Regions from separate parts of the Sus scrofa genome. Here regions 2 and 3 are each linked to region 1. Evidence: chromatin contacts called from public Hi-C and promoter capture Hi-C data. All regions are on one chromosome and are shown on one strand. The core of a region is the stretch at or near the end of the contact, and the rest is flanking DNA. Distances in the headings are between cores, read along the strand shown.

Region 1 (5,011 bases), core at 1,021-3,520:
AAAGATAAAGCCAATGTCCTTTCTACATACGTGTAAGAAGACATGCTTGTCTTCAACCTCTCCTCACTTACCTGATCTTTAGAAATGCAAATCTCAAACAACACAGTCAAAGAGAGGGAAAAATACTTACTGATTTCTTATATGCAAATGAGATAACTGAATCCATTTGAAATAAAGCAAAAAAAAAAAATCATTGGAACATCCCAAAGTAGTCCAGGAGATACAGTGGGCCCTCCATATCTTTGGGTTCCTCATCCGAGGCTTCGATGAACCTTGGAGTGGGAAGTGTTCAGAGAAAATTTAGAAAGTTCCAAAAAGCAAAACTTGAATTTGCTGGCCACTATTTACATAGTATTTACATTGTACTTACTATTTACATATTATTTACACTGTATTAGGTATTACAAGTAATCCAGAGGTGATTTAAAGTATATGGGAGGACACATTTAGGTTACATGCAAATACTACAACATTTTACATAAGGGACTTGAGCATTAAAGGATCTGGGTAAGGGGAAAGGTCCCGGAACCAATTCCCTGGGAATACCGAGGCACAATGGCAGTACAAATTTCCACTAAAAAGGCCTTTACAACAGGACTGGAGGAGCAGTAAATTGTCTAGTCAACAGTTAACTAGGAAAGAGTGGACTAGGCTTAGCAATGTTAATTATAAATACTTTGTACAGACACACTGCCTGTGGGAGAAGCAGAAATCAAATTCAATGATTTATTTTCATTTGGAAGGCTTGTGGTAAAACCCGAGCTCACATAAAAAATTGCTTTGGTTTATTAGCTGCCATAAAAATTACACTCGTATTCTGAAAAGCCTTAAAATTTAAGAAAAACAATGAACCCTCTTGCTTGTTTTTTCTCTCTCAATCCTCCTTATCTCTTTGATTTTTCTACAAAACAAGTATAAATCTCCTCTTTCTTTACAAACACCTTTCTCATCTCTGGCTAGCTTATCTTCAAGGAAGACTTCTCTCATTCTATCTGACCTAGTCCCATCTGGTTATTCTTCCAATTTACCGTGTTTATTTTCCCCAGGGCACAACATTTATCACAATTTGTACTTGTGCTGACCCCTGTTTATCCTCTGCCACCACAGAAATGTCACCTCCATGAGTGCAGGGAACTTTGTCACCACCCAGCACCTATTTTCCTGCTATAATGGTAAACCTTTTCAAACTCAAGAGAAACTTTTGAATGCCAGTACTGTTATTAATAAGCAAGTGCCTGAGGTTAGGTTTTTCCAGAAATGTTCACTCATCTACTATTTTTAGCACTTTTATCTCATTTATTTATATTACCTTCTAAAATTTGTTTGGGGGCTTTGTTTTTCACAAATAAATTTATATTTCTATTACAGGATCGTGTCAAACTCAGGACCAGGTATCATAATTGCAATACACACACGCAAGCAAATAGAGCTAAGACGTCTAGTAAAGTTTCCCTTTTCTGGTTCAACATCCCAAGGGTAGATTTTAAACAAATCCAAAGTCAAGTGGAAGAAACTGGCTACAAGTGGAGGGAGAGTGACTTCAAAATGTCCCAGAGAGAGATTCAACCAAATCTTTGGTCCCAGTAAGAACTCCCATTACTCAGGCAAGGCTGCTCCAAGGTCCAGCCCACAGCGGCCCGAAAGGGTCCCCTTCTGATCTCCTCTCCAGACTGGGTGCCTTAGCGCGATCCCCTGCGCCCTTGTTCTCCTGGTGTCTGACCTTCAACCTCGAGGGCCGGGGCACAGGGGTCGAGGACTCTCAGGGCGCGCGGTCTCCCTCCGGCCGTCAAGTAGAGGCCCCCTCACCCCCCGCCCAAACCCCTGATTAAACAAACCGAACAAACTCCAAACTGACACTCGGCTGAGCCAACATGGCAATCCCCAGACCGAACATTCAAACGTTCCTCACTCCTTCAGCAGACCGAGCCCCGGAGCGCTACTCTCTCCGAGGCCTGGCCGCTATTCCCAGCGAGGACCCCGCGGGGGGCTCCCGGCGCCAATGCAGCCAGGCGGCCAAGGACCCCTCTCCAGCTTCCCGAACTACAGATCCCAGGGTGCCTCTCGGACTCCGGCTCCCTCCCTCTCTCGCTCCCTCCCTCCGTGCGTCTCCTCCTCCCCGGCCCTTGTTGTTTTGGCTGGAAGCGCTCCGGCGGAGTTTCAGAGAAAGTCTAGGCAGAAACCGGAGCCGGCCGAACGTGGGAAGGGGAGGAGGGAAGGGAGGAAGAGGGAGCCGGGAGGCCGAGAGAGGGAGGGATCTGGGCCGGGGGCCGGGCCGCTCGGAACCTACCGCACGCCCCGGGGTGGGGGAGGCGGCGCGGGAGGAGCGCGAGGGGACCGGACGGTGGGCTCGGTCCCCCCCAGTCTAGCCGCGGAGCTCCTCGTCTCTCCGCCTTCTTTCTCCCGCGGCGGCGGCGGCGGCGAGCGCGGACCCACCCTCCGGCTAGACCTGCGCCCTGCCCAGCGACGCCCAGCCGGCGGCTCCCTCCGTGGCTCGGGACCAGCCCCGCGCCCAGTGCCCACGGGACCCTCGCGGCTTCCCCTTTCCTCCCCGCTGCCCGGGCGCCGCGGAGAAGTGACCCACCCTCTCCCGAGGAGGAGGAGGAAGGAGAGGATCGCGCCGGGCGCCCCGAAACCCAGAGCGGGCGAGCCAGAGTGGGCGCCTCCCGGGGGCTTTGTGAGTGTGTGAGTGTGTATGTGTGTGTGCGCGTGCAGCGTCGTGTCTGTCTCGAGAGCGCTTTGGGAGGTCCTGTCCCGAGGGGGCGGAGCGCAGGGGGCCGAGGCTTGGGCTCCGCGCCGGGGCAGAGTCCCGTGGAGCCGAAGCGCGGCGGAGGCGGCCGGCAGAACGGCACGCCTGGCGGCCAGGCGGGCGCACTGAAGGAAGGCCGGGGCGCCCTCGGCCCGGCCGCGGTCCCAGCCCCGAGGTGTCGGCCTCGGCGGCGCAGCCCGATTCTACTCACGTCCAAGGACCTGCCTGCGGGGAAGAAGTTCGGACGCGTTGAGCCTGCGCGCCGCGAAGCCCGTCCGCCCGGTCCACCCCGTCCACCCGAGGTGCGCCGCAGTAGAGCAAGGTCCCCGCCTTTGCGCGACCGCCCGGCGTCGACGGTGTCGGGAGCGCGCCCGGCGCGGAGCCTGAGAAGCGCGCACCATGAGCGGCGGCGAAGTGGTCTGCTCGGGATGGCTCCGCAAGTCCCCCCCGGAGAAAAAGTTGAAGCGTTATGTAAGTAAAACTCCGCCGCTGCTCCCATCCCGGGGCGGCTCGCGCGGGCGTTGCTGCTTCCACTCAGTCCCCATCCCTTGCCCCTGGGCCCCTTCCCCGGCAGGCTTGGGACCCGGGCTGTAAGCTCCCGCCTGGCCTCCGCCTGGCCGGGGATCTTTCCTCCATCCAGATTGCAGACTTCGGCTCATCGGAAGGCCCAGCGTTGCCAGCTGAACGCCCGCTGCGTGTTTTTATTATTTTAGCGGGGGTGAGGGGAGGGCATTCTCTTTTCGTGATTTCTGCATGGAATTCTTAGGGGCTGCTGTGTAGTAAATTTCCCGCACTGGGAAAACCGCCAAGGTGTTGAACTCAGCAGTCTTCTCTTTGGTCCGCGCTCCCTCCCGCCTTCCCCTCGGGGTGGTTGCGGGAAGCGGGAGGGGAACCTGGGAAGCTGCATTAGAAAAGAGCATCTCCAGTCCGCGCGCAAGGGAAAGAAAAAAGTTATTACGCGCCCTGCCGTTTGCTTAGCAGGGTTCACATTTTTGCGGTTTTGAATCGAGGGACATTGGAGTTTGGCCCGAGAGCCTTGGCTGTTTGCTGCGAGAGGAGGGCGCTGGAGGGAGCCTGGTGGCTGGTGTTCGGGAGCTTTGGACACGCTGTCAAGACACGCAGGAGGGGACAGCTGAGGCCAGTTAGGATTTCTGTGTGTTGCGGTCCTTTTCCAGGCCATCAGAGCTTGGTATTTGTGTAATTGATACAAGATGCTGATTATGTGTTAAACCATTTTAGCTGTTAGGGAAAATATTCCTTGAAAGGACCAACCTTTCTTTGTGGGAAATCTGTGTCCTCTTGGGGGGTCTGGGATCTTCTCCCCTTCTCCCCCAGTGGTTCTTTTGTCGTTGCCCTCTGCAAAGGAAAGTAATGACACCTTTGCCTTGGCATATGGAGCAAATACTTTTCAAGTGAAGTATGTTTTGAAAGCAAAATTTAAGCCCCCTTAAAAATAAATTTACTACCAGGGGGCCGACACTAATAAAGAAACCTGTTTCTTGTTGAAGGGTATCTGCACCCAGCGTGAGAGCTCAAGTTAATCCTATTAGTCACTGTTTGCTTGCATTGAAGGAGTGAAGTGCAATATTTAACCTCACCGACCATTTGCCAGTGAGTTAGTTTCAGGTTTACTTTCTGCCAGAATGTGTTATAGACAAGTGATTCTCATTTAAGGACTTGATGTCACAAATGCTAAGAAAGTTCTCCAGAGGTTTTTGAATCCTTCCAAATCCTGCCTCCCCACCTATCCCAGATTGCTTAAATATTCTGGTAAATATGCTAGCTTTATTCCAGAAATTGGGGAGAGGCTGTGTTTTTTCCAGCTCTGAGTTCTAAAGAGAAGATTGTTTGTGTGTGAGAAGAGGGAGTAGGTTATTGGAGAGATGTATTTGTTTTGAGAAGGAACTGTTTAGGAGATGATTGGATTCTTGGAAGAACTAAAGAACAAGACCTTAGCTGCAGTAGGTAGTGATGATAGACGTTTAATGCCTTCTTTCACACTACTGGTTTATGGCTCTCTCTAAAGATGCCAAGCCCTGGACTAGGCACCATGAGATTTAAAAATACAGTAGGAAAAAAGCCTTGCCTGTTGGGCATGCAATTTAATGTTAATGCAAACCAGGCAGAAAATCAACACAGGACCTCTCAATGAGTCTGTGGATATTCGCTGAGCCTGTGAGGAAGAGGCGGGCTGTGGCTCAGAGGTGCAGGGCTGAAAAAAACCTAAGACAAGCAGGTGTGGAAAAGGGAGCCAGCAACACAAAG
Region 2 (5,011 bases), core at 1,547-4,046, 200 kb before region 1:
GTCAGGGACTACTTTAATGACTTAAAACTATCATTATTGGAAGAAGATGGCCAGAAAAACAAAAAAGGGCAATAAAATGTATGTAGGGACCAGAAGGAACATACAGATAAGTTGTAATAAAATGCCTTTGGACTTTGGAGCCACTTTGGACTTAATGTCTGATGGAACATTTTAATCTTAAGAGCAAAAACCTAAGTAACAATAACACTTCATTGTTCATGTAGATAGTTTATAATGTCAATATAAAAATCAGTGCTTTTAAAGTGTTAGGTATTCTTTTGGTAATGTGTTTATATACTTAGTTTTTATATTTGACCTTTTGTGCAATCAAGGTATTTATTTATTGCCACATGTGTTAGTATTTGGTGGAAGAGAGATACTCACAGTGAGCATTTCCAGTGTCATATGTTAACTCATTTAACCTTCACTTCAGCCCTATAAAATAAGCATGTTTATCTATCTACAGATGAGAAACTGAGACACAAAGAAGCTACCTAAATTATATAGGTATTTAGGGTCACCTAGCTAATAAATGGTAAATTGAGATTTTTAAACCAAGTCACTCTGACTTTAAACACCTGGTTTATTTTACTCTTTTTTTTTAAATTACACATTCCTCCAAATTGGATTGCTAGATGAAATAATATGAACATTTGGCCCAATTACTTTCCACAAATCTTGTACCGGTTTTCTTCATTATGATTGATGTCTAACACACTATAATCTCCATCATACCCCATATTACTTAAACTTTATTACCATTAAATTGGGCTGATACTCAAAAACACTGGAGTTCTCATCGTGGCTCATCAGTTAATGAACTCTAACAAACTCGACTGGTATCCATGAGAACTCGGGTTCAATCCTTGGCCTTGCTCGGTGAGTTAAGGATCCAGCGTTGTTGTGAGCTGTGGTGTGGATCACAAATGCGGCTCAGATCCCTCGTTGGCTGTGGCTGTGGTGTAGGCCAGCGGCTACTGCTCTGATTCGACCTCTAGCCTGGGAACCTCCATATGCCATAGGTGTGGCCGGAAAAAAAAAAAAGAAAAACACTCATTAATACAAAATGAGGCCATTTCAATATTTACACATTTAGTACCCTTTTATCTGTTCGGAGTTTCTTTTCATTGTCTTTATATAATAGGATTTTGAAAGGAATGAAGAGACCTGTTTCACAGTTCAATAGTCTTTTTTAAGAGTGTACTTTCATATTTAGACTGTAATCACCAGAAAGGAGAAATGTTGGTTCATATCCATATGTCTTAGTTCACATAGCTATATTTGAACTGTTCTTCCTAGAGTAAATTTGCCTAATAAATTCTTGATATATTAGGCCACTGTATAGCACAAATTTAAAACTTGAATTTATGCAAAATGGTAGTTTGTCAGAAATTCTGTCTATGCAAATATGTTATATAGGACACTATCAGCTTACAAGATTAGAAACTTCTTGAGTAAACCCCCCCATTATATTCATTTCTACATCTTAAATAGTGCTATTCACAAAAAAGCCCAGTAAATATTGAATCACAAAGTGAGTGATTGTCTACAACTCTTGTTTTTCCTAACTCAGTAATGTTGAAGATATTTTCAATACTGATAGTTTTGTTTTCCTTCAATTTTCAGAATGATTGACTGGCTGTCCTGGCCATTGGCTCAGCATGTAGACACATGGGTGATTGCACTCTTGAAAGGACTGGCAGCTGTCCAGAAGTTTACTATTTTGATAGATGTTACTTTACTGAAAATAGAGCTGGTAAGTGGTGGTATATAGATCTATTATTAGAAGGTATGGATTCATATAATCAGTCTTTTTATCTTTGGGTTGAACCCTTTTGAATATGATCTTATTTTTAGTTTTCTTTTGAATAATAATTTTGAATGGAGTTTAGAAATTTAAATTGCCGCTTAAGATTAGGTAATTAAATAATTTTGCTGTTTTCGAATATTTAATATGAGGACATATTCCTCCCATTATCTCTTGAATCCCAACTAATCAGGCTTTTACCACCATTTTTCTGCCAAAACTATCTTTGACACCAATGCTTTCCAGTATTGCTTAACTCAGGAGTTATTTCTCAAGCCTCCTCTCATTTGACCCGTTAGTCATTTGACATAGTTGATACTCCCTCTTGAAACACTTTCCTCCCTTAGTTTCCAGGACATTATACTCTCTTGATTTTTGTCCTAGTTCACTGGCTTCTCAGTCTCCTCTAGTGGATCTTTCTAACTTTAGAGTGCCTTAGGGTTTCATCTCTGGTTCACTTGCTTCTCAGTCCATACTCACAGCCACCCATGGCTAAGTTAATGACTGCTGGGTTTATATTTCTAGTTAATTATTTTCCCATGAACCCCATATTTATGTATCAACTTTCTACACTTGGATCTCAAACTCGACTTATCCACAATTTAACCCCTGATTTTTCTCCTCGGATCTGGTCCTCCCCATCTTAAATGACTATTTCATCCTTCCATGTGCTCATGCCAAAAACCTTGTACTTATTTTGGTCTCTTTTCATTCTCTCTCAGCCCATATCTTACAAATCTGTTGACTCCACCTTTAAAATATACCCCACGTTCTACCGCTTTTAACCAGCTGCATCACTACCATCTTGGTCCAAAATCCTCCTCACCCGTTGCTGTACTGATTGCAGTAGCCTGCTGCATCTGCCCTTGATCCCCTTCAGGTGTCAGACGAAGTCCTCCCTGATTTGGCCCACTGCTCCTTCTCTCACCCAGCCTCCCACTATTGATGCCTCAGTCCCTGTGCTTTACTTACACTGCCCTCATTGTTATAGCTCCACTTCACCAGGCTGGAGGCCTCAGGGCCTTTGCCCTGCTTTATTACACTCTTCTCCCAGCTGATCTGCCAGATTTCCTCCTTTCAGTTTTTTTGTACTCAGGTGTCACCTTTTTAATGAGGCTTTTTTTTTAATTCCTTATATAAAATAACAGACTTCATTTGCCACTCAGCATTCCTTATTCAACATACCCCGCTCTTATAGCATTTCTCTCCCATGTTACCTTTTTTTCATGTGTGAGTTCCCTGGGCCAGAGTTTAAACCCATGCTGCAGCAGTAACCAGAGCCACAGCAATGACCATGCCAGATCCTTAACCTGCTGAGCCAGGAGGAAACTCTTCCCACTTTTATTTTACTTTTTATTGCCCTACCTACCCTGTAGACAGTAAGCCCTGTAAGGTCAGAGATTTCTTTTTTTTAATTTGCTGTTACAGAGTAGTACAGAAAACAGTACATAGAACACTGCCAAGCATAGTAGATGCTCAATAAATGTTTGTTGAATGAACCCAGTGAATAATGACCAAGGAGCTACCACCTTGTAAACATGGTTTGATGGCGGGGGATTATGAGTTAGCTAGGTCCTTATATTCCCTTGATCTCTGTCATATTATTTCCCAGCTTTCTCCCTCTGCTAGAGTTTAATAACATGTATTACTTGTTAATTAGGAAGGGAGGTAGTCACAAAATAATTTTGGGCCCTAGGAAAATAACCACCAATTGAATTAATGATTTCCCTACCAACCCTTAAAGTGGATGTCTTCTCTTTTCTGAAGGTTTTTAATCGCCTTTGGTTTCCTCTTGTGAGACCCGGTGCTCTTGCAGTTCTTTCTCACATGCTACTTAGTTTTCAGCATTCTCCAGAGGCGTTTCATTTGGTAAGTTACGACACAAGCTTTCTACACTAAAAAACTTGTTTTAAAATTTCAGTTTAGTATTGAGGCATATTTGCATATTGTGAAAAGATTGTAGTTAAGTTCTATATCAGTTGTTTTCATGTAACTGTATGATTTCTTTTAAAATTGAAATTGTGAGATTTCCTTCCAAAGAATACATTTTCAGAATGTTTGGGTCTCACCAAAACTCTCCACTTGCAGTCACAACCAGCCATTGAAAATTACTGTTGTACATGAGTGATGTCACATGTCAGTGTCACTGATGGTTGTCTGTTGCACGGGGGAACAGTATAGAAGGAGAAAAGTGGTTGAAAACCCCTGGCTGCTTTGGGAGTTCAGCCCAGAATTAGGGCTTTTCATTCTCTCTCAATCCATATCCTACAAATTCTGTTGATTCTACCTTTAAAATATATCCAGAATCCTACCACTTTTAACAAGCTACATCCCTGGTTTTGATTTGACTTGATTTTGCGTACTTGATTATCAGTTATTGCAGGTAAGAAACAACAAAATGTTATTTTGGGAACCTATGTTTCTCTCCAGGGCATCACAGAAAAGCAGTTCTTTATGTGGTTGCTCACTTCCTCCAAGGTCTGATTCTCAGTTTTACAGGACTAGAAACTCATTATCAACACACCCACAGTGTTAAAATCTTAGGAATACTGACTCACCACAAGCAAATTCATAGGAGACTGATGAAGTGCAGAATTTCCGTTGTTGCTTGTTAGCTAGAAATAGAACTAGCCTCAGAGAATTTTATACTCAGATAGGCTATTCAGTGCCGAGTTTCCACTGAGGGAAAATCTACAGGTTTAATAGAAATAAACCTAACTAACGAGTAATTATGTTATACATTATCACTTAGGATGGGTGATTACTGCAGTTACTTGCCCTCATTGGTGAGCTTGATCATCAGTTGGTAACTTTATATCCATTACACAAGCAGAACTCAAACTGAGCTAAAATAGCAGGTATACCAGCAAAATATTCCATGAGTAGAAAAAAAACACCAACGGTATGTCCTTGTTCTCAGGCACAATCATGTGGAGGATGTGTGAGAAAAGATTTATTTTCAGAATTTCTGGGAAGGCAATCATCCATTCTAATGTTTATTGCCCTCCACACTGAGGACGTTCCTTAATCTCTCTGATAAGTCACTTATGCTATACTCTAAACCTATTTCTTTGCTCAATTTTTTAAGTGATGGAGGAGATCTTACCTCATACTGCTTTTTTTCTGAAAAAAGTAATTGAAATGGCAAATGGTTGACTTTGAAATATTTGGCTACTGAAATAAGTAAATATGACATCATTTAAG
Region 3 (5,011 bases), core at 856-3,355, 170 kb after region 1:
GTTTGCAGACACGGACGAGGTTTGGATCTGGCGTTGCTGTGGCTCTGGCATAGGCTGGCGGCAACAGCTCCAATTAGACCCCTAGCCTGGGAACCTTCATGTGCCTCGGGTGCAGCCCTAAAAAGACAAAAAACAAAATAATAATAATAATAATAAAATAAAAAATAAAAAAAGACAGTTGCCACTTTGGAGACAGTTTTATTTATTTTCTTGCTATTTGCTTTCCTTACATTGTTATCAGGCTTAAGAGTCATCCACTTATATTCAGCATATTTTTAGGGTTTTCAAACCAGGACTCAAGATATTTACCTATCATTAAAGAATGAAGAAATATTCTGAATGTTAAATAAATGCTTTATTCTTTTTACTTAACAATGTCAATATTAAATAAATATTTACTCAACTATTTATTGAGTGTCTATATGTCGGCTACCACCCTAGACACTACCTTTTTACCCTCCCATATAATCTTTTTGGTAAAATGATTTTTTAAATATTAAAAAATAAGTTTGTTCAATATATACAAACTCGGAGTTCCCGTTGCGGTGCACCAGAAATGAATCTGACTAGTAACCATGAGGCTGCGGGTTCAATATCTGGCCTTGCTCAGCAGGTTAAGGATCTGGCCTTGCTGTGAACTGTTGGGTAGGTCACAGACATGGCTCTGATTCTGCATTGCTATGGTGTAGGCTGGCAGCTGTAGCTCCAATTGGACCCCTAGCCTGGGAACTCCACATACCCAGGGTGCAGCCCTAAAAAGCAAAAAAATAAAATAAAATAAATAATAATACACAAACTCATTTTAGAAAAATAAAAAAAGAGAAACAAAAATGAATTAGGTAATATACATCAACAACAATCACTTTCAATAATTTTAGGACTATCCTTCCAAAGTTTTATCTATATTTTTGAACTGTTAAAATTTTTTAGTTACTACTATATAATAAACTTTTTTCTACAGTCTGGTTGTTACAAGTTAATAATAATTCACTTTGTGGTATACAACAGTTTTAAAATCAAACTTTCAATGTTGGACTATATTGTGCTAGCATTTCTCAAGTACATATAAAGACGATGATGATCATCATTTATATAGTTTTCTTTTTATCTATCCTTGGGGGTTCCCTAGAGTCTCAGACAGGGCATTTCTAATAGGCTGGGGAACATTCTTCCAGATCTCAAAGAATTATCATTGAATTGGTTAAAAGTTTGCAGGTTAAATATTCAAAGGAAATCCCTTCTGTTTGTAATTCAGCATAGTCAATGGTTTGGTCAAACCTTGACTCTTGACAAGTTTGTCTCCTTTATTCAATACGTACTAATAGAATATTGGATATGGGGATATAAAGATGAGTAAGAGCCTATGCAGGGCAAATAACAATTTAGTGCAGTATGCAGATTTGCTGTCAAATAGAACACCATGTGCTTAAATTCTGCAGTAGGTGGATGCAAAAGGCTGTGTTGAACATAGCGTAAAGCAATGTACAAACCAGTGATTACTTGTAACACTTTTTTAGAAGAATGTCTGTTTTTATTTAATATTTGGTGGTTGAGGAAAAGATATAACCTATTACCTCTCTTTCTTATCTGCTAATTACTCTTGTTTCTCACATGGTGGTTGGCGCAGTTTGCTTACTTTTAGCATGTAAACTTAGAGGAAATATCGTCTAACTCTACCGAAGAAGGAATTTAGAAATGATCAATCATATAGCTAACATAAGGATGACAAAACAAACAAAAATCACACTAACAGGCACTCTTCTTAGACAACAAAACAGTGAGACGTCAACTGGGAAAACCGTATCATTGTCAACTCTGTGGCGTCACGCCAATAAGCGGAGGCGGTAAAAGAGAGGCCTGCAGAAGCCTCTACGCTGCAGCAGGCGGCGCAAGACCCGGGCAATTTTTCGAGCAGCGCTGGGATTACTGCCAAGCTGGGGAAGCACAGCGACCCGGCACAGCGAGCCGTTAAGAACGACTGTAAGACTGCGGTGGCGTCACGCCCGGAAACCGACGCACAAACTTACGTCTCCGAGCCCTCCTTTGAGGCCCCGCCCACTCATCGCCCTAGAGCCCGTAGGGGCACAGGGGGCGTGGCCAAGAGCTTGGAGTAGAGAATGCGCATGCGTACTTTGAAACCCCGGTCTCTTAGCTAACTATCAATCTCGCGAGTGTTGAAAGTCGGTGGCGTAGGTAGTAGACCTGGATGCTGGCGAGATACCTGATATCTACCAGAGGAAGAAGAGGAGGCGGCTAGGCTAGTTCCTGGTCTTGGTCCTTCTTGCTTTCCTTTCTTTTTCCCCCAACTCTCCGCCCTCCTGTAAATCGGCCTGCCTTCTCTGACCTCAGTGACCCGGGTGGCCCCGCCCACCCTCGTCGACGTGATTCCCGCCGTGAGGTAAAGCGCCGGTCGAACCCAGAGCCGGGAGGAAGAGGAGGACAGCTAGAGGGGGAGGCTCCTGGGCCTGGCTTGGGCTCGTCGCCGAGCTGCGGAGAGGAAGCATTCGGGTGGTCCTTCCGCTCCTCCATCGGCTCACTGCGACGTAGCCACCCAGGCCTAGGCCTCCTCCTCATCCCTGCTGGGCCGGGCCTCTGGCAGCAGCGGGTGACGCAGACGGAACATCATGTCGTCCGCGGCCGACCCTCCGCCACCCCCGCCTCCCGAGAGCGCGCCTTCCAAGCCCGCATCCTCCGCCGCCTGTAGCGGGAGCAACAACAGCAACAAAGGCGGCCCCGAGGGCTTCGGCGTCCCGGCGGCTCCCTCCGCGGCCGGCGCCGGCCCCACGGACTCCGAGATGGAGGTAAGGACGGCCTGTGGCATGGGGAGAGGGCGGGATAGGGAGGAGGAACTGGTTCCCTCTGCTGTGTATTGGTGATAAAACGCGAAGCCGAACTTCACTCCTCTGCACCCAAACTCGGCCTCAGACCCTTGGATGATCCGAAATGATGCTCTCCCTTGCGCCCTTCTGCTTACCTATGCAAGTAGACTCAGCTGGGTCTCTGGCACCTCATATTTGCGTTATTTGTCTCTTTCGCGAACCTTGCCAAATCCTCAAACGCTCTTATTAGACACATGTTCTTGATTACTGAGGCCGAGACGGATCTGCCGACTTTTTTTTTTAAGTGAGGCTCCCATAATTCCCTCGCCCATCTCTGAATCTCGATTTTAGTTTCCACTAAACCTGGGGGGAGGGGGAGGGAGATTTCCCTTTAGGAACGAGGGTAGACGGACGGGGTGGGGAAGGCATTTAAAAGCAGCGCATCCGAGGATTTGGGCCTCCTTTTCTTCATCCCGGTCCTTGCGGGGGCGGTATCTGTTCTGGGCAGAAACAATGGCGAGAGCTGGATGGCTGAGGGCGCAGTGGGGATAAGCGGGGCGCAGCTGCTCCTGTGAAGGGAGAGGAGGCTCCTCCCAGGCGCTGTTCCATTGGGAGGGAAGCGACCAAGGCAGCGGCAGCTGTCTGGAACCCCCATCTAATTTGGGGGTGGGGTGATGGATGGAAGGATGAATGATTTAGTGAGTCAGGGGTTGGGGGGGGGTTGGGGGTTTTCAGACCAGCACTCCTGTAGGGCATTGGCCTGTATTTGAGAATTGGTACCCCTCCCTGCCGCGGAGCCTGCCTTCTGGGCTGGGGTTGGCCGGCCAGGGGATGGTGACAATACTGCGGGGGTGGAAAGATTGGGGAACAGCCAGGCGGGTCTCTTGGGTGTGCTCCAAGGCTTTGCGATGTCTGGGAACAAAGTGATTGCTTGCTCCTTCCAAATTTTATTCTTGGCTTTCGATCTGTTTTGATATATGTTATAGTCGCAGGCCAGAGATTTCTGGGACTTTTCCATCCTTAGATAGATTGAGCTAAGGTAATACTGCTTTAAAAATGAACATTGCTGCAGAATTAACGCAATAAGGAAATGGTAGCGCGGTTTACCATTGAAGCATTTGGCGCAGTAGTTTTATTTGGGCCCCAGCGGTCTAGTCTAGGATGAAGTAACACGTTAGTTTTTGGAAGAACTTTTAGGTGAAGGTGGACCTCGATAGAATAGGACTTCTGGTATTCTGTAGTTTTCGGTGTCTTGAGATTTGTTTCAAATTCCTGTCTGGTGTTGCCTATTTTTCTCTTTAGGTTTTAAATCGTTTTTTGAATTATCAGGGTTAACGTGGATTCCTGCTTCCTGGCCTAAGGGGGTTTGAAAGTCTGACATTGAAAGCAATTGTATGTAAATATACCGTTCTGAACAAATTGATGTTTTGCTGTTCTCAGCTTCTCAAAGGGGGCTGTCATTCAAATTTTGGAATAACAAGCACAGTCTCACTAGGGGTGTTACAGAATCAGAAAGCAGAATAATTTAAAGCCTAAACTGAATATTTTGGCTTCAGTTGCTATTTTTAAAGTTAAAGTGGAATAAAAGTTTAACTATGATTATTAAGGATATAACAAGGACCATATGAAGTCAGTGGTATTTTTATTTGCCAAATGAGAAAATTGAGTCTTCTGGTAAGTAGAACCTGTGATAGAACCCAGGTCTGGCTCTGAAGCTGACCATTTCCCCACGTATCTTGCCCTGTCATAGTCTTAAAAAAAGATGTTTGACAATTTTTATTTATTAAAGAATGATTTAGTTATCTTTTACCTTCTCAGTATAGGAATATCAGTAGTTTTATCCACCTTTTCACTGAATAGTTTTAGTTTTTGTTTTTTCCCTTACATTATAGGGTGGTTTTTCTTTTTTTCATTTTGGGGGGGGGGTCTTAAAAAAAAAAATACCTTCAGTCTCTTCTTTTTCCTTAACTGAATTTAGAAATCATTGAAGTTCACTGGTTAAAAACTAGATTTCTGCATACATGTGTAACGTATCTGACAATCTGTTTCACAACTTAAAAAAATATTTTAGGAGTTCCCGTCATTGCGTAGTGGAAACGAATCTGACTAGGAATCATGAGGTTGCAGGTTCGATCCCCCTGGCCTTGCTCAGTGGGTTAAGGATCCGGCAATGCCAGGAGTTGTTGTGTAGG

Evidence for each region. Promoter capture Hi-C pulls out the DNA fragments that hold promoters and counts their contacts. Hi-C and Micro-C count contacts between places; a contact is called where the count stands out from the background.
Region 2: a contact with region 1 is called in a Hi-C map of liver, with 6 times the contacts expected there. The contact joins the enhancer-like site here to the promoter of GAB1 in region 1. A contact is called at or near these places in 2 of 5 promoter capture datasets (fetal liver and liver), 8 of 47 Hi-C or Micro-C datasets (embryonic fibroblasts, fetal skeletal muscle, fibroblasts and 3 more) and 1 of 2 datasets of contacts at active chromatin or transcription factors (skeletal muscle).
Region 3: a contact with region 1 is called in a promoter capture Hi-C map of liver, with 3 times the contacts expected there. The contact joins the promoter of SMARCA5 here to the promoter of GAB1 in region 1. A contact is called at or near these places in 2 of 5 promoter capture datasets (fetal liver and liver), 2 of 47 Hi-C or Micro-C datasets (heart right ventricle and skeletal muscle) and 1 of 2 datasets of contacts at active chromatin or transcription factors (skeletal muscle).

Annotation. Positions count from the first base shown.
Region 1 is chr8:84,388,770-84,393,780 of Sscrofa11.1, reverse strand. It overlaps GAB1 (GRB2-associated-binding protein 1), which reads left to right and starts at 2,270. Exons shown (of 12, transcript XM_003129177.6): 1 at 2,270-3,217. The coding sequence starts at 3,146.
Region 2 is chr8:84,587,521-84,592,531 of Sscrofa11.1, reverse strand. USP38 (ubiquitin carboxyl-terminal hydrolase 38) reads left to right here. Exons shown (of 10, transcript XM_021100666.1): 3 at 1,627-1,756; 4 at 3,575-3,676. Among named protein-coding and RNA genes, the nearest start is that of USP38, 11 kb to the left of the region's middle. Within about 2 kb of position 2,796, at least 7 of the 83 cell types and tissues checked have an H3K27ac peak or open chromatin away from gene starts, as enhancers often do. A contact at or near this core is called in liver and retroperitoneal adipose tissue, where this site is marked.
Region 3 is chr8:84,222,037-84,227,047 of Sscrofa11.1, reverse strand. SMARCA5 (SWI/SNF-related matrix-associated actin-dependent regulator of chromatin subfamily A member 5) reads left to right here and starts at 2,105. Exons shown (of 24, transcript XM_003129174.5): 1 at 2,105-2,801. The coding sequence starts at 2,625.